Regions from separate parts of the Triticum aestivum genome. Here regions 1 and 2 are each linked to region 3. A link is a contact called in public Hi-C and HiCAR-type data. All regions are on one chromosome and are shown on one strand. Each heading gives the region's core, a stretch centred on a gene start, on an enhancer-like site or on the middle of the called end of the contact. The rest is flanking DNA. Distances are from core to core; before and after follow the strand shown.

Region 1 (2,700 bases), core at 93-2,592, 150 kb before region 3:
GGCGACGGGCAGGCCCTGGCGAGGACGGGGCTCCGCGGCGTGGTCGGCGGCGCGGCGGCGTCGCGGAGGAGGCAGGCGGCGTTGCCGAGGACGGGGAAGGGCGGGAGCAGGTCCGCGCGGGAGGGGTCGTCGGCGAGCGCGGAGGCGAGGCCGAGGAGCCTCGGCGACGGCGGCGCCCTGTCCCCGGCGGGGAAGACGGAGGGGTACATGGAGGCGAGCAGCGCGGCCGCCTCGTTGTAGGTCTGGTTGGGGCGCTTCCGCGGCGTGCGCGCCCGCTTGAGCGAGAGCGAGGAGGCCGAGGAGGAGTTGGAGGCGTCGGAGAGCGCCGAGGACGCCGAGGAGTGCGCCGGCCGCAGCGGCGCCGCCCCCGCGCCCGGCGCCGACGACGCCCCGACCGCCGCCGCCTTGACCATGTCCAGGTCCGGCAGCCGGATGCCCGTCGGGATGCAGGACGACGCCATCGATCGGAGCGGGGAGATGCCCTAGAGAGAAAGGAAAAAAATCCTGCCCGATGAGGAGGGGTTAGGGGAGAAGATCGCGAGTGATGTGATGGAAGAAATCCGGGCGGAAATCAATCAATCTGGACCCGAAATCGCAGGAGGAGGGAGGAGGGGAAATCGGTGCGTGGATGCGCCGCCAGGAAAGGCGAGACCCCCAAACCCCCACCAAACCCCCGCAACCACAAGAGGACGCCTCGTGTACCTGGCTGAAAACCAGGGGGAACAGAGGAAAGGGTAAAGTCCAAAGCAAGCGTGGAGACCGAGGAATTGTTTCTTGTCTAGAAAGACACCACCGCTTCCGCCTCCGCTCGGAGCTGGAGGCCGCCGACGCCCGGCTTGAGGAGAGGAGAGGAGAGGACGGCCGGCCGGAAGAGAGAATAGAGAAAAGAAATGCGATCCTGGGGGAAAAGGCGATCACCAGGGCACCCACCGAGCTGAGCTAAATCGAGGGCCTAGGAGGGAAGCAGAGCAGACGCTCTGCGGCGGGCAGGGCAGGAGGGAGCAGGGCGTCACGGGCTCACGGGTTCGCCACTACGGGCCTCGGGGGACGGGCGCGACTCATCAATCGAAAGAAAGATAATCAAGAGCCCACACGCTGCCGTTTCTTTCTCGCTGCCGTTTCCCCTTTCTCTTTTGGATCGAGGCCAGGAGATCGGTCGCAAGAGAGGAAGAAGCAACGGGACGAGCGGTACAAAGCCTCTGCTGGATGACACTCCGGCTCCAGCTCCAGGGAGTGATCAAGAACAGGGCACTGGGGGCATGTGGGGGGACGGACGGAGAAAACACGGAAGCAATCAAACCAACCGCTGCTCATGAAACCAGCCAGCGGATGCGTTACGCCGGCAGGCGGCTGCAGTTGTCCGATGCAGTGCTCTGCTAGTAGGGTCGCCGTTGGACCCTAGCGAGCGAGACGAGAAACGAGACACGGAATCATCAAAAGAAAAGAAAAGAAAAGAAGGTTAACCTAACTAACAGTCGTCCGTTGGTTGGTTGGCTTGGGACGCAGACGGAGCTCGCTTTCACTTGTCCCTGTCTTGGCGGGCCCTACCTACCTGCGCACCACGACGCTTCTCGTGTGCAGCGCAACAGGGCCATGGGGACACGGTGGGGCTGCGTGCCTGTGTTTCGCTCTCACGTGTCATGTGAGGTTTCTTGAGAGCAACGGGCCTTGTGTGGGTGCGGCCTTGTGGGGACTGGTGCTACGTACGTACACGTGTGGGCGCGCTAGCCGTACCAGCTCACCGGTGGACTGACACTAACGATTGCTGTTAATCTCGTGCGCACGCACGCGTGTAACCTACTAACCTTGACCACTGCGGTGAGATATAATGGCTCTCTGCAATTTTGACCAAAAATCAGGTCCACCGTACTATGTGATGCATCTGTTTTCACACTCTCAGATACCTGGCCATGGGCAGCCCGGCCCGGACGGGCCAAAAATCCCGGACCGGGCTGAGCCCGAGTATGCCATCGGGCCGGGCTCGGGCCTAAAACTGAGCCTGATGGACAGGTCGGTCCGGGCACGGGCTTGAAGAAAACACAATTTTAGCCGTAGTCAGGCTGGGCTGTGTCGGGCTTTCTTGGGCTTGGGCCTGGATTTTTAGCACTGTGCTTTTTTTTGCCCGGCCCGAGATATGCCCAGGTATACTCTCAGTACTTCCCTGTGTCCCTCCCGGGAACGCCTCGTGAGCAACCTTACCGGTGCCGCCATCGCTCCAATCCGGCTCTTCTCCCACCTGGTCGTCGTCGAAGGTGCACAGCCGAGCAAAGCCCGCGCAGCGTCGCCGTCGTCCATGTGAGGAGCGACCACGCAGGGGACAGGAGGGGGCGCGAGGGGCGGATTGATGTGTTGAATCGACCGTCTATGGAGCAGGGTGTGTTGTGGTGCGTGGGAGGGGGGAGGGGGTAGCGTCGAGGTGATGGAAGCAGCATGACGCGGGTATGTCGAGTCTGGTATCTCCACCCTTCGGGTGGCAGCGCGTCTGACACAAGGCTGTGCCCAGGAACCAAGTTGGTTTTTGACCTCGGGTGCTGCTTCTCTGGTCCTGTTGGCATGGTGCTCGGCAGGGCTCAGAGGTCCGTGCTTGCATCCAGTGGCTTGTTTCTAGTCGGCAGTTTTGCGTATTTGGCGGCGGCTGCTCATGGGTGGCTGTCTGCGGCCTCCCCGAGGTGCGTTGGTTGCGACATTGGTGGGGGTTCT
Region 2 (2,700 bases), core at 89-2,588, 230 kb before region 3:
AAGTGGAAAGTGCAGGCTGAAACACGGACAATAAGGGGCTAGGTAACTTCAGTGGTACACTAACCTTGAATCCAGAGTTTATACCTGATGGGATACGATTAAAGAGGTAGCATCCATTATGTTCGATTTCACTGATTTACGAAAGATAAGTGTCAGGCCATGTGTTAACCGTAAGTGCAGCCAGAACTTGAAGATTGTGACACACAAAGCAACGGATCAGAAAGCTGATAGTACATATTAGCGTGCAGAAGAGTTCAAGGTCTTACCTAAGTCGTCCATGTATAGCTTCAGGAGCATGGACAATTTTAGCGCCATGGACTAATCCCAAGGCCTGCAACGATCAAACACACCATCCGTTTCAGGCCGAGATGCCACCACATGGTCATACTTTTTCCCCTTTTTTTAGGACTGATTCACAAACAAGTTCACAAGGACAAACATTATTGTTTCACCTGGTGGCCAAGGCAAACACCCAGGATGGGTATATCTCCGCACTCACAAAGTATCCGCAGACATACACCTGAAAAAACAACACATGTATATAACATCATTCTTTGACAGATACAAGTGTAGCAAGTAGCAAGTGAATTAGAATTGATGCATAGCCCTCACCTATGTCGGTAGGACACGCCGGAGATCCAGGGCCAGGCGAGATCACGATGTTGTCGAAGGCCCTCTTCTTGTACACCCAATGGTAAACATCCCTCCACGCCCACTCGTCGTTGCGCACCACCACAGGCGGCACTGCAGATTCAGACCACCGGCCATAAGGACACCGTCCAGTAAAGCAGTAGGAAAGGTGTGATCTCTCTCAATCTAGTTCAGAACATCTCCAATAATAATCAATTCAATTCAATTCAATTCAACAAATGGGCACTGCGGGAAGCTACAAAGGGACTACTCGTCGGTCGCGGAGCTAGATTAAGGCATACTCTGAGCGTGTTCACTGAGAGGGAGAGGGAGAGGGAGAGGGAAGCGGGGTTGGTGGGGCGGCTCACCGCCGTTGACGACGGAGAGCTCCTGGAAGATGTTGTAGGTGTAGCTGTCGTAGTTGTCGATAAGGAGCGTCCTCACCGGCGGCTCCTCCGGGCCCGGCCCCTCATCCCCGCCGGCCCGCAGCGCCGCGGGACGCCTGGCGCCGCCCCGGCACGGGGGCTGCTGCCACCGCGCGGAGGACGGCTGCGGCGGGGACCACCTCGCCGTCGGCGGGGCGGAGAGGCGGAGCGCGGCCATCTTTATCCCTCGGCAGGACGGATGCGGGAGAGGAGAGATCAGAGGAGCGAGCGAAAGAGAAGCGAGGAGAAAAGGCGGCTCGCTTTTCTGGGGCGGTGGTTCGCTGCTGGTGCGGAAATTATTTATTTATGAATGAAATATTTTGTGCTGCTCCGCCTATCGTCTTGGCGGCTGTGCCCCAGTGCCGTCCCCGTCTCCTCCGCCACCACCAAACCCAGCGGCCCACTGCGGTCGGCGGGAGGTCATGGGCTGATGCTGGGACGCTGGGTGGGGGTTGGTAAGGCAACTCCAGTGCACGACCCCGTCATGACCGGGTGCGTTTCCCAAAACGAACAAACCGGATGGTCCAGCGTGCGGGCGCAAACGGATTTTTATCCGTTTTATGTCCGCTTTCGACCCATCCCCGGTTTAAGTTTGGGCCGATTTTGAGATAAAACGGACAGCGAGCAGATAGGCGGGACGCGCGCGCTTGTCCTCCCCTGGCCCGCCCGTCGGTGGCACAAAGCTCCACCCCGGTGCCCCATTTCGCATCATTTTTCCCCAAACCCTCCCACGTCCCGCCCACCACCCTTCCCGTCCATGGTCGACGCCCCGCCGAATTCTGGCGGCCGGCCAGGCCGTCGACCCGCTCGAAAAGGTGAAGAAGGCAGCCAAGGGTCCGAGGAAGCCGCAGTCGAAATGCACGCTGTCGAATTCCCGGCTCCGCAGACCCAAGAAAGGTTCGAACTCAGGGGCGTGTGTGAAGGACTCAACCTCTCAAGCCGCTTGACTCGCTGCTCTCACGACCTAGCTCGATGAACAGGAAGGAAATGAACACGGCAGTTTACCCAGGTTCCGGCCATCTTGCGGTGTAAAACCCTACTCCTGCTTTGTGGTGGATTAGCCTCGCGGGGGGCTGAGGATGAACTAGTACAAGTGGAGGAACAGCCTCAGGAGGCTTGTTCTTGTGATGAGCTCTAGGGGTTTGGTCTCTCAAGGGCTTGATCCCTTCTACGGTGGTGGCTAGACTATATTTATAGTGGCCTTGGACCTCTTCCCTCAAAACTTAGGCGGGAAGGGATCCCACAGTGGCCAATTTTGAAAGGGGACAATTAGTACATCTGATCCTGACGAAAGGTGGTCTTCGCCTGCAAAGCTTCTGATCGTGACATCGTGGTGGGCTCGACGATGACATCCATCCTGTCGTTCTAGCGGTCCTGGTCTTGTTGCACGCAAACGACAACCTTTGGCTGATTCCTTGGGACTCCGCACATGTGCTTGCCTCCTTAACACCAAAAAGGAACCCTGCCGCTATGCGCCCGCTGGCGCGCACCTGGCCTTAGTCGTCATGGCTGATGTCACCTCAGCCTCATGAGGTGAGGGCTTGCATAGAAATCTCCGCTCCTCAGGAGGCCGTCTAGGAAGGCCGCTCCTTCAGGAGGTCTTGATGTCGTCCGCCTCGCGAGGCTTGGCCCCTCGCGAGGGTCT
Region 3 (2,700 bases), core at 38-2,537:
TTGACTACTGACGGCGATGTCCCTGTCAGATCTGGCATGCGGTGATGCCTAGACGGTGGACACAAGGTATGTGACAATGATGGATTACCATGAGTATGGCACATGTATGCTCGACTCCTTGCATGATGACAACGATCACAAGGCATGCGGTGGCGGTCGGATGACACAAGCGTCACACTAAGTGGCGGCGGCGGGTGATCAGGCTCTGATGAGGCTTCCCTGCCAGTTTCGCTACCTGAATACTCGGCGTTGTGTCTGGAACTGTCTCCAACGAATTTTGGGGAAGATGGGACGGGGCTGTCGGATGGACCCGTATGGGTCATGGCGGCTCTGGTGGCTTTAGGTGTGCAGTTTTGTGTCCAAACATTGCCGAAGAGTTGAGGCCACCGGATCACCCCTTCAGTGGGGCATTGGTGGCATTGGTAACGTTGTTGATCCTGATGGACGTGCTCTGATCTACTCCACATAAACATGGTATGTTTTGTTCTTGTGGTGATGTCCATGTTATGGATGTGAATGTGTACGGCTGTCAAGGCGTCACGATCTGGCTTGCAGCGGCGACTTCTTCATTGAAAATGGGGTCGATAGTACATGGAAGTTTGGTGGTGCTTTTAAGCGCATGGTCTCGTGTTCCGAAGTGAAAACTCTAGGTCTCACCTACGTTGGTTGTACCCGACAATGATGGTGTTCGACTTCCTACCCTTTTTGGAGGCATTTGCATGTAGTTTGCTCAGAATTATTTTCCAGGGTGAAAACCCAAAATCTAGCCTCCATGGTTGGATATGGCAATTGACGGTGTTCTCGTGTTGTCCCCTTCTTGCAATCATCGATGTTGAAGCACTTTTCTCGTAGTCCGGAGTTCTGTCATCAGTGGTGGTTGTTGTTGAAGCTTGCAACTGCATGCTTGAGTTCGCTTCAACATGACATTCAGATGCCGCTTTCAACTTTTCTTTTCTCAGTGTGAGGCTGTGCGCGCGTTGGTCTTGACTATGTGCATTCTAATTTTACGTAGGTTAAGTGTGTGTTTATTATGCTTGTATATTTTTATGCGGCATTATGAATCAATAAAGTTTGCCTTTTTATGAAAATATAAACAATGAAAGCTGACCTCCTAAACTCGTTTTCCTCTCCAAGAACTATTATTTATTTATCCAAAGAAATAAACTATGCTGATGCCCTCCCACTTCCGTTCACTATCACAGATTTCCTCCAGCAAACACACTGTCACGGAAAAAGTCGGCTCCTGACCAGCGAACGGAAATGCAACTCTTGACCAGCGACTGAGCCGACTCGCCCAGCCGGAAAGAAGCTCGGCCCCGGCCCCCGGGGCGGGCTCGGGCTGCCCGGGCCCGCGCCAAATCCTCCTCTCCCTCGCTATCGCCGCACGTAATCAATCCTCTCTTGCTCCTTCCCGCTCGTCTCGGCTAGCGCGCGTGCCTCGCTCCCCTGTCCACCACAGATTCCACACCCCGCCGTACGCGATGCCGCAGCTGAGCCTGAGCACCAACGTGCCGGTGGACGCCGTCGTCGCCGCCGACATCCTCCGGGACTGCTCCAGGGCGCTCGCCAGGATCATCGGCAAGCCAGAATCCGTAACCCCCAACTCCTAGACCCCTCCCTTCCCCGGCGCGCGCTCCGTCTGCTCGACGGAATGCCTTCCCGACTCAGACTGCGTTGCTGACCCGCTGCCCTTTGTGGCGCAGTACGTGACGGTGTCGATCGACGGGTCGGTGCCGACGTCGTTCGCCGGGAGCGAGGAGCCCGCGGCGTACGGGGAGATCATGTCCATCGGGGGCCTGGGTCCCGGCGTCAACGGCAAGCTCAGCGCCGCCCTCGCCGACATCCTCGAGGCCAAGCTCTCCATCAGCGCCAGCAGGTTCTACGTCAAGTTCGACGATGTCCAGGTACGCACGCACATTGATCCTCCTCCGCGCCCCACCCCAGAACCCACGTTGCACGGATACTTGGATACGTATCGGATACATGATACGGGGATACGCCCGATACGCCAATTGTCTGAGAACATGGATACGGGACACGTTTAATTATTAAAAATATTGAAGAAAATAGAGCTTCTAAGTCATCAAAGCATGCCTCAATAGGATTATTACCTTTGTTTTCTTGCACTTGGTCCACTTCCATTAATTGACAGTGGATTTTCTTAAGTTTATTCTTTTAATCAGTGCATCGACTCTCACTTGCTCACCTTTCAATTAAACAAGAATATTGACAATCATGTTTTGGCATGAACTCGCGCCCATGTTGGGAATCTTTCAAAAGTGCGTCTTTACTATTGAGGGAATTTCACGTCAAACGAGGGACCTCAGGTATCCAAAACGTATCACAGAAGTATCCTAGGAGTATCAAAAATTATTTAAAAAAAATAAAAAATCAAGGGATACTTATGAGATACGGTATCGGGGCAGTATCTGAGTATCGGGGCAGTATACGGCTGGATACGCACACTTTCTGAAGTATCCGTGCAACATAGCCCAGAACTCTACTCACACCGTCACAGGATCGTTCTTTTCATCGGGAGTAAATCTGTATTTGACTTCTTTTTTTGTCATGTGATGTTCCTCGTTTTGGTGCTGCAGGGGTACAATGTGGGCTTCAACGGAACCACGTTCTAAGACAAATCCATCAGAAGAAAGATGTTGGCGACAGTAGTGAACCAGTACCATACCATGCCCCACTGTG

What was found. A called contact is a pair of places that touch in the nucleus more often than the background predicts. HiCAR-type assays count read pairs that join an accessible place to other places.
Region 1: a contact with region 3 is called in a HiCAR-type map of leaf, with 3 times the contacts expected there. The contact joins the promoter of LOC123156948 here to the promoter of LOC123159229 in region 3. A contact is called at or near these places in 2 of 5 Hi-C or Micro-C datasets (both in leaf) and 1 of 1 datasets of contacts at active chromatin or transcription factors (leaf).
Region 2: a contact with region 3 is called in a Hi-C map of leaf, with 4 times the contacts expected there. The contact joins the promoter of LOC100049050 here to the promoter of LOC123159229 in region 3. A contact is called at or near these places in 2 of 5 Hi-C or Micro-C datasets (both in leaf).

The regions. Positions count from the first base shown.
Region 1 is chr7B:577,770,967-577,773,666 of IWGSC CS RefSeq v2.1, forward strand. LOC123156948 (protein CHLOROPLAST IMPORT APPARATUS 2) reads right to left here and starts at 1,343. Exons shown (of 3, transcript XM_044575147.1): 1 at 1-1,343. The coding sequence starts at 461.
Region 2 is chr7B:577,688,395-577,691,094 of IWGSC CS RefSeq v2.1, forward strand. LOC100049050 (probable aminodeoxychorismate synthase, chloroplastic) reads right to left here and starts at 1,339. Exons shown (of 13, transcript XM_044580812.1): 1 at 999-1,339; 2 at 613-744; 3 at 453-520; 4 at 267-331; 5 at 65-131. The coding sequence starts at 1,233.
Region 3 is chr7B:577,920,487-577,923,186 of IWGSC CS RefSeq v2.1, forward strand. It overlaps LOC123159229 (macrophage migration inhibitory factor homolog), which reads left to right and starts at 1,288. Exons shown (of 3, transcript XM_044577057.1): 1 at 1,288-1,592; 2 at 1,704-1,904; 3 at 2,598-2,700. The coding sequence starts at 1,482. The coding sequence ends at 2,633.